Regions from separate parts of the Mus musculus genome. Here region 2 is linked to region 1. Evidence: chromatin contacts called from public Hi-C data. All regions are on one chromosome and are shown on one strand. Each heading gives the region's core, a stretch centred on a gene start, on an enhancer-like site or on the middle of the called end of the contact. The rest is flanking DNA. Distances are from core to core; before and after follow the strand shown.

Region 1 (4,876 bases), core at 1,589-4,088:
CCCACTGGTACTTGCCTCCTTGCATAGTACACATTTGATTCTGGGGTTCACTACTACATAACCCCGGTGGTATTACACACACCTGTCATCCCAGAATTCAGAAGTTTGAGGCCTTCCAGGGCTAATAAGACCTGGTCTCGAAACAACACACACACAAAGCCTGTCTTCTCCTTCTCTCATCTCTCCCCACCAGTCTAGACTTGAGGCCAGTTCTGAACAGTCACTGTGGTCCCTGGCAAATCTCATCTGTGTGTTTCCAACAGTTCAGAGGAGTCTGTGAGTTGACCCTCTGTTTACTACTCAGCCAAAGCAGGGTGTCACGTCAAGCTCTCACTATCGAGGAAGTATAAAGCCCCGAGCTCATGTTTCTACAGTTTGGTTACCCGAGTGACCTTCGCTCTTCTTCCCCACACTGGCTATTTCATAGCTCCTCTTGATTGCTCCCCTTCTAAAGCGATGGACACTCTAAGTTCCTGAACCCATCTTTTTGTGAACGAGGGTGTAAGTCTTCAGGTGCTGCATCACCCTGAAGCACTATGCTGTCTCTAGGATGCTCTCAGCATCAGGACAGAATCAAACCCGTTTCCCTAGCACAGAGCCACCCAGGACCAGAAATAACAGCTTCACAAAAGAGCTCGCTCTGTACACATGGGTCCCAAGGAAGAAGTGAGATTCTTTCCCCCTCACTGAGGAAAGGGGGCCGTCTTTCCTGCTAAAGAGAAAGAAAGTGAAGTTTCCTGGAATCTTCTTTTTCTCCTCGTGAATCTCATTATGTCATCGAAATTCTAGGCTTAATCGATGCTTCTGCCCCAGCTTCTCAATTATCTGAGATTTCAGATGCCCACCGCGTCCAGCTCAGAAAATCAAATTGTGGTTACTATTCTAGACATTTCCAGCAGAGGGCGCTTCGGTGCAGGTAGCCAGAACACCGAAGTCATCCAGTTTCTGGCCGCAAACTCAGATTACTAGATTGCCAACAGGGTTTCCAGAACGTGGGTAAAAGAGACTGAAGTGGCAATCCCCACGAAAACAAAAAAAACAAAACAAAACGGTCAAGGGTGCTTCGTACTGAAGTGGAAGGTGAGTGAGGCTGTGTGGGCAGATCGCAACCGTCATTTAGAACAAACCTGAAGCAGAGCGGTGTAAATGACTGTATTCCCAGCACTCAAGAGAATAGCTGGAGCTTTGGCCAGCCTACAGAGGAGACCCTGTGCTGTTCTCAGTATTCAGTTATGCTACCCTCTAATGAAGTACATTGTACTTCCTGGTAATTTCATTTTTATGAAAGGCAATACTGGATTCCTGCCTTTCTTCCTTTCTGCCTGTAGTCCGTTTTTAGGTTGATCAACAGGTTGACATTACACTTGTGACAATTCTCTTGCCTCACGGAACGATAACGTTTCAAAGGGGAAGACTAATTAGGATTGGTACCGTTAGTTTTTTGTCAACACAGCCAGAGTCATCTGGGAAGAGGGAACCTGAGCTGGGGGTTTACCTCCATCAGATCGTTTGTGAGTATGTCTGTAGGAAATGTTCTTAATCATTAATATCGGAGAGCCAGACCATCCCCGGTGGTGCCACTGCTGGGCCGGTAGTCCTGGGTGATACAAGGAGGCAGGTTTACTGGCTAGTAAGCAGCACTCCTTTGCAGGCTCTGCTCCACTCTCTCCTTCCTCCCTTCTGCCTTGAGTTCCTGTCTTGACTTCCCTCGGTGATGAGCTGTACCCTGAAAACCAGATAACTTGTCCTTAATTTACTTTTGGTCATGGTAGACTTTTTATTATTGTTGTTTTGTTGTTGTTGTTGTTGTTGTTGTTTTTATGTGTATGGGTGTTTTGCTTACAAGTATGTCTGGGCACCATATTCATGCACAGTGATGCCCAATGATTCCAGAAAAGGGCCGAGGATTCCCTGGGACTGGAGTTACAGAAAGTTAGGAGCTGCCATGTGTGTGCAGCGAATCAAACTCTGGCCTTCTGGAAGAGCAGCCAGTGCTCTTAACTGCTGATCCATCTTTCTAGCCCACTTCGTCACGTTGTTTATCACAGCAGTCGAAAGCAGACTAGGACATGATGGAAAGGAGTCAAAAGCTTGGTCAAGGGATCTTTAGAGATGGGAAGGGGAACTTTTTAAACGTTGGTCCTGCCATGCTCTCCCAGAGGCATGGTGCCTTCTCTGTCTTTCCTAGTGCTTTCCTTTGCAAAGCAAGCAAATATCATCTACTTTGGTGTTTTAAGAAATAGTACGGGGGGGCTGGTGAGATGGCTCAGTGGGTTAGAGCACCCGACTGCTCTTCCGAAGGTCCAGAGTTCAAATCCCAGCAACCACATGGTGGCTCACAACCATCCGTAACGAGATCTGACTCCCTCTTCTGGTGTGTCTGAAGACAGCTACAATGTACTTACATATAATAAATAAATAAATCTTTAAAAAAAAAAAAAAAAAAAAAAAAAGAAATAGTACGGGGCTGGTGAGATGGCTTAGTGGGTAAAAGCACCCGACTGCTCTTCCGAAGGTTCAAAGTTCAAATCCCAGCAACCACATGGTGGCTCACAATCACCCGTAATGAGATCTGACTCCCTCTTCTGAAGTGTCTAAAGACAGCTACAGTGTACATTATATGTAATAAATAAATGTTTTTTTTTTAAAAAGAAAGAAATAGTACATTTCTCAATGGCCTCGAGAATTAACCTGCAGGAAAAGGAAAATGCTGTGTTTCTTCTCCAAAAATCCTATAGGTGGCGCACAGACACCGGTTTCAAGTGATGGGTCCCAGCTTTGACCTTTCTGCCCAAGTCCGGTTTGTCGGGAACTCTTCTTCCTTCTGCCTCTACCCCCTGCCAGAATTACAGGGCTGCTCTTGGCTCTGAGTTGTTCGGTGTAAGTGAGAAAGCAAGCAGCACCTGCAGTCCTGAGGTGTCACCTAGCAGCTCCCTTCTAACAAGGCTGCGCTCCTCTTGGGAGGACATAGCCAAGAGTCACTGAAGGGCAAGCTCCCTCAAAGCTCCTCTCTAAGGTTAAATAGCAGCATGACCTCGACCCACCTCCTAACCTTAAGGTTCATATTCTCTCTGCAAAACATCAAGGGGGTCTGGAGGAACACTGAAGTCCCTCCTGCCGCATGGATTTTTTTGTTTTGGTTTTGGTTTCGAGACAGGGTTTCTCTGTATAGCCCTGGCTGTCCTGGAACTCACTTTGTAGACCAGGCTGGCCTCGAACTCAGAAATCCACCTGCCTCTGCTGGGATTAAAGGCGTGTGCCACCAACGCCCAGCTTTTTGTTTGTTTGTTTGTTTTTGTTTTTGTTTTTGTCCGCATGGATTTTTTTTTTTTTGTCCCCTACATAAAAGCAAAAATTCTAAATGGTCCCTAAGAAAAAAACTGAATGGATTTTGTGATACTGGGATCAAAATGTGTTATGACTGTCCCAGCTCAAAGACTAGTGTTGCCATGGAAATCTATCTTTCTTTCTTTCTTTCTTTCTTTCTTTCTTTCTTTCTTTCTCTCTCTCTCTCTCTCTCTCTCTCTCTCTCTCTCTCTCTCTCTCTCTCTCTCTTTCTCTCTTTCTCTCTTTCTCTCTTTCTCTCTTTCTTTCTCTCTTTCTTTCTTTCTTTCTTTCTTTCTTCTGAGACAGTCAGCAGCTCATTAACTCACAAGGCAACCCAGAAGACTTCTACAACGCTCCTAAGACGGACCGCCAACAATGCTGGTCCTAATGCTCCACTTGGGGGTGAGCCTTACTCCTCTTCCAATGGCTGACCAACTTGTCGATTATCAGGAACCAAAGCCCTGTGTGGCCCCTGCTTTACAGCCTCCTAAACACGTGCAGCAGACCCATGGCTTTTCTAGTGGCCAGAACAAAACACCTGGCACACCACTTAAGGAAGCAAGGATTGAGTTGGGCTCACTGGTTTCTTGTTGGTTGGTTTTGAGACAGGGTCTCAAACCTGACTGGCTGGAAGTCCCTATGTAGACCAGGCTGGCCTCAAACTCACCAATTTTTACCTGCCTCTACCTTGCAAGTGTTGAGATTACAGTTTGATGGTGTAAAGGAATGGTAGCCAGAACCTCCAGGATCATCCACCAAAGAGATGGGCTGGTGAGAACTGGTTTCCAGTTCCCCTTCTCCTTTTCACTAAGTCTGGGACTCCGTCTCAGGAAACAGGATGCCTACATTCAAGGTGGGTCTGCATGTCTCAGATAGACCTTTCTAGAAGTATCCCCATAGTCACACTCAATGATATGTTCCATGGTGACTCTGCTTTTGAGTTTTGAAACAGCATCTCACTCCTTATAGCCCAAGTTGGTCTGGAAATCATTATGTAGCCCAGTCTAGCCTGGAACTCCTGGAAATCCTTTTGCCTCGTGAGGCTGAGATTACAAGTGAGGGCCACCAGCACACCTGTCTAGAATCAAGGCAACTCTAAATTCAGTCAAGTTGACAATGCAGGTTCACCATCACACCCAGTCTGCTGTTCCTACTACCTATGAGTGGGTAAAATGTTCCAGATTTCAGATGAGTTCTAGATTTAGTTAGAGTAAATCTAACTGAAGTGTGAATGGCAGAGCAGTCAACTTCCTATTCCAAACTGTCTTTACTATTTGACACTGTGGCCAGCTCCCTCACTAAAGAATCTTACACAGCTTCTGACAACTGCAGACTCTTTGGCTACACATCTTAATAGAGTTTTAATTGTACATAATTTAATTTATGGAAAATCAAACGCTCATTCAATTTATGAGAACTATTTTAAGGATATTTTAAACAGCTTGGTTATCTAAATCTACTTTCACAACTATAATTTTTTTTTTCAAAAATCTGAATATAGGGCTGGTGAGATGGCTCAGTGGGTAAGAGCACCCGACTGCTCTTCCGA
Region 2 (4,876 bases), core at 1,320-3,819, 370 kb after region 1:
TAATATTTAGGTACCCAATGTATTTGCTGCTGACTCCCAAGTGTTGGACAATCGCCCTGATTTACTATATTATGATACAGTCTTTGCTTTGCTTTCTCTGGCACTGTGTCTACTGTACACTGCGTGTGTGCGCTGCACACTGTGTGCCACACATGCCTGGAGACCAGAACAAGATGCTGAGCCTGCTGAGGTTCTCTGCAAGAGCAGAGCAAACTATTTATTTATTTATTTATTTATTTATTTATTTATTTATTTATTTATTTAATGTATATGAGTACACTGTTGCTGTCTTCAGACACACCAGAAGAGGGCATCAGATCCCATTACAGATGGTTGTGAGCCACCATGTGGTTGCTGGGATTTGAACTCAGGACCTCTGGAAGAGCAGTCAGTGTTCTTAACCACTGAGCCATCTCTCCAGCCCCAGAGCAAGCTCTTAAACACCACACCGTCTTACAGATCCCAATATTTTATCTCCTGTCTAAGACAATGATCACACTAATTACATTGCTGCATCAGGCACTTCTCTGTTGCTGTGTTAGCTCACCATGACCAAGGCAACTTACAGAGAGAAGAGTTCATGTTGGCTTACTGTTCCAGAAAAGGAGTCCATAATTTCAGGGAGAGGGATGAGCTGGTTGCTAAAGCAGGAAGTTGAGAGACACACAGGAAGTCTAGGGTGCCAACCAGAAGCAAAGCTAGGCTATAAACTCTCCAAGGCCATCCTCCAGTGACATACTTCCTCCAGAAAGGCTTCACTTCCTGAATATTTCTTAGCTTCCTAAACAGTACCACCAACTTAGGACCAAATGTTATTCAAATATCTGAATCCTGTGAAGGACATTTCTCACTCAAACCACCACAGTGTACACACACACAACACACTCAAACTACCACAGTGTATACACACACAACACACTCAAACCACCACAGTGTACACACACACAACACACTCAAACCACCACAGTGCACACACACACAACACACTCAAACCACCACAGTGCACACACACACAACACACTCAAACCACCACAGTGTATACACACACAACATATGAAAATTATTCTGGGCATTTGTCTCAGGAAAATGAAAATTGATGCTTACATAAAACCTATATACAAATCTTTACAATAATTTTACTTCTGACGACCGAAATTTGGAAGACAACTCACAATTCCTTCAAAAGATGAGTGATTAAACAAATAATCCATCCATGCATCGAATATTATTCAACAATGAAAAGGAGTAAATTACACACACACACACACACACACACACACACATATATATATATACAACAACTTTGATGAATCTCAATGAATTGGTAGCAAATGAAAAGTCAGTCTTGAGATGTATGGTCCCACTCACTACAACATCCTTGAAATGACCGCATTCAGAGATGGAAACGTATTAGTGGTCTAAGATGGTGGCCAGGCTTTGAGAGAGTAAGTAGCAAGATTGGTCTTCACGTGGACTTGGGATGTATCTTGACTGATGATGCTGACATGAACACATACACGTTATGAGCTTGCACACATACAAGCATGTAAGACTTAATGGATGCATAGAAGCCTGCTAGATTTTTTTACCAATGCACATTTCCTGGTGATAAGATTTGTGCTATAACTACAGGATGTTGCTTTCAAGGAGCCTGGACAAAGGGCATACATACTCTTTCTATATTATGTCTTATAACTATTTGGGAATTCCCAGTGATCCCAAAGGAGGAGTCTGGCAAGTGCTCGCAAGCTGGAGCTGTTTTAGGACTTAGAAAGGAAAACTGTACATACAATGCTCATCTTTGGCAAGCTTTCTGGGACTGTGTGAATCATCAGTGTCATCTTAGAGTCTGGAGGTAACCCCGGCGTGTGGTTTTTATAATTGGAGATCACACCATGAAGATGTACCCACCTAGATCCTGTCCTTTCAATTTGGAGTTAGCAGCCTTATTAATTTTTTCCCTCATTGGTGTCCATGAGCTGCACTAATGACTTCAGTAAATGTTTCTACTACTTAAGAGATTTTCTGTGAGACATTGAATGCTGTATTATGGGTGCTCTCTATAAATACTGCTTAAAATTAGATGGCAAAGGCTCCCAATTCACATCCTGCCAACTGTCTTACCACACTTTTCCCCCCCTTGCCTGTTTGCCTGCCATGCTATCCTCTATAATGAGTGAGTTACAGTAATTGTAGCTGGAAAAATCATCATGCAAAGTGGGGGGGGGGGGGGGCGGGGCGGGGCGGGGCGGGGACGGCTCAAAACCTGCCTTATTTTTAAATGAGTAAAGCTTCTGTCGGTTTTTTTTTTTTTTTTTTTTTTGGCCGCGTTTCAGCCTCACAGCGAAGTGAAAGAGCCAAAAGAGGCAGTGGGGTAACTGGCACGTGGGGGGTGGGGTGGGGGTAGGGTCGTGGCAGCATCAATTAACCGGATTTCATTTTCCCTTAATAAAGAAATTCGGTTTTTCCACAGCTAACTGTATAATCAATTTGCTGCCCCGCTGCTTTGCTAACTGGCTGTTGGCGCCACTTCAATACTATTGAGCCTAGCCTGTGGCCAGAGCTCGAGGAGGAGCCAGCGGCAGGGAGGAGGAACTCTCTGCCGGACTCGGACAGACTCAGACTCGGCCGGCCGAGTTGACTCCTTCCTGCAATTTCTCTGCGCTTTGTTTGCTCCCATCTTTCTTTCCTTGTTATTTTGACGCATGATCTCATGTAGCCCAGGCTGGTCTCACTAGTAGTGGAGATTACACGCAGGGATCACAACATCTGCTTTATGCAGAGCTGGGGACTGAACCCAGGGTTTTATGCGTGCTACACAAGTACTCTACCGGTTGAGCTAAATCCTGGGGCCTGAACTCTTTAGTTCCCCCTCCCCCATTTCCCCCCTTCTCTCTCCTCTTCTTTCTATCTACGTATTTCTTTTGAAATTGCCTGCGTATGTTTGTGCGAGCGCGGGGGTGGGGTGAGGTGGAGTGGGGCGTACGACAGGGGGTGGGGAAGTTCGCGCCTGCCAAGACATGGGTGTGGAGGTCAGGCAGATTGCTTGCTGCAGTCTGCTCTCTCCACTGCGTGGATCCCCAATGATTGAACTCAGATCATCAAGCTTGCTGGTGGCAAATGTCCTTTCCCCCTTAGTCATCTCATTGGCTGTCTGTCTTTTCTCTGTAGGGAGCAAGAGCTGGCTGAGATGCCCACTGCTTGCCTTAACCCCTTGAGCTCACGTGATCTTGCTGCCTCAGCCTCCTGAACAGCGGAAATGACAGGCAAACACAGTGGCTCTTTCATTCCAGTCGTAGAGAATAACTAATTTTACTTATGATCATTAGTGTGTTCGCTGGTACTTTTATGTCACCTTAGTAACTCTGATGCATCTGTGCCCTGCTGTAGGCCAGAGGACTTGGTTCCCTCCTCTATTGTTTGAAGCAGGGTCTCTCTTGTTTCTAAGGTTCTGTTTACTCAGCTCGCTGACCTGTGAGCTTCTAGGTGATTCCTCTGTCTTCACTTCGTGCCTCCTTGTGGGTGTTTGAGGACTACAGATGTGCACCACCACCTCTGGATTTTTTATGTGGGTTCTGGGGAATCTAACTGAGGTCAACGGACTTTAGTGTGCAAGGCTTTACCCACTGAGCCATCTTCTTGATGCTCCACGCGTCCCCATCCCTCTGGTATAACAGCTGACTCTGGTATAACAGCTGACATGGTATTAGAGCTGCCTTAATCACGTTCTGATGTCTGGTTGACAAGTTTAAAGTCTTCCATTTACTGTGGCTTTGGAGCACTCTGGAAGGATTTTAGTTTTATGGTATTATCTAACTATGTAGGAATTTAGAGTGTTGAGGAAAAAAAAAAAAAAAAAAAAACCCGTGTTTCCAATACAGTTGTTTCTGTGAGTGAAGCAGCTGAGTCTGTAGCAAATGCTCTTTGCAATCAGCACTTTCAAGTTATCCTTCTGTCGGCTTGGAGAGAGTGCAGAAAAACCACATTCTCTCCTAACTGCTGATTGTGTTCTTGCAGCCTGTCCCAGGCCTGCAAATTATACCCTGTACGACGGATCGGATCGCTCACTAACTCACTTGTAGTTCCACATTTTTCTCTCTAGCTTGCTGGATTACAAGACACAAGTTAAACTACAAGATAAACAAATATTATCTTTAGTCACAGAATCACCAGACAAAAAGCCCCTCAGAGCAAGCTGGCTCCACCCTCCTTGTGGCTATTTCTGCTCCTTATTCTGAAGGCTGCACTTCAGTTTAAGGACCGTGGACTTGGAAGGCCTGAGGAAAGCTTGAGTCAAGATGGCCAGGACAACATCTGTCTCTGTGCTGGGACCCTAAAAGCTCCCCTGATAGCTTTGTCATCTTTAGTCCCTCGAGTAGCAGGCCTCTGAGGATCACACACCTTGAGAGGTCATGGTGTAGACATGCACACTGAGCCTTCTAGCCTCAGCTGTGGATCCTTCCTGTAGTTCTCGGAGTCATTTTTCTGACATTCATACCTCTAACTGTAAAGTTGGCGCTCCATGTCTCTGTGCCCTCATCCCTCAGTGATAACTATATCACAGTTTGGAATGAATCCCCTCCAAACCTATTACAGTTTCCCACTTCCCCCTACCTGACTTTTCTTAGAGGATCCCTAAGATGGATTCTAGCGAGCTGAGATATTTGTCTAGTTCTCTTGTATTTCCATCTGGTGTGGGGCTTCTTTTCTTATGAGTTATACTCAAAGGGGTAATAAGACCTGGAGAGGTAAGAACACATGTCCCATTGACTGTGACCTGTGTTTCTCTGGAATCCCCAGGGTCAGTGTTCACCCTAGGCCATGTCTGCAATGGAACACAGCATTCTTTTTTTCCCCATGAACATACCCCATCTGT

What was found. Hi-C and Micro-C count contacts between places; a contact is called where the count stands out from the background.
Region 2: a contact with region 1 is called in a Hi-C map of LSK cells, with 2.8 times the contacts expected there. The contact joins two enhancer-like sites. A contact is called at or near these places in 1 of 484 Hi-C or Micro-C datasets (LSK cells) and 1 of 115 datasets of contacts at active chromatin or transcription factors (large pre-B cells).

What each region holds. Positions count from the first base shown.
Region 1 is chr1:13,049,428-13,054,303 of GRCm38.p6, forward strand. No RefSeq gene overlaps it. Among named protein-coding and RNA genes, the nearest start is that of Gm39592, 53 kb to the right of the region's middle. Within about 2 kb of position 2,839, at least 13 of the 459 cell types and tissues checked have an H3K27ac peak or open chromatin away from gene starts, as enhancers often do.
Region 2 is chr1:13,424,017-13,428,892 of GRCm38.p6, forward strand. No RefSeq gene overlaps it. Among named protein-coding and RNA genes, the nearest start is that of Gm39595, 4.0 kb to the left of the region's middle. Within about 2 kb of position 2,570, at least 280 of the 459 cell types and tissues checked have an H3K27ac peak or open chromatin away from gene starts, as enhancers often do.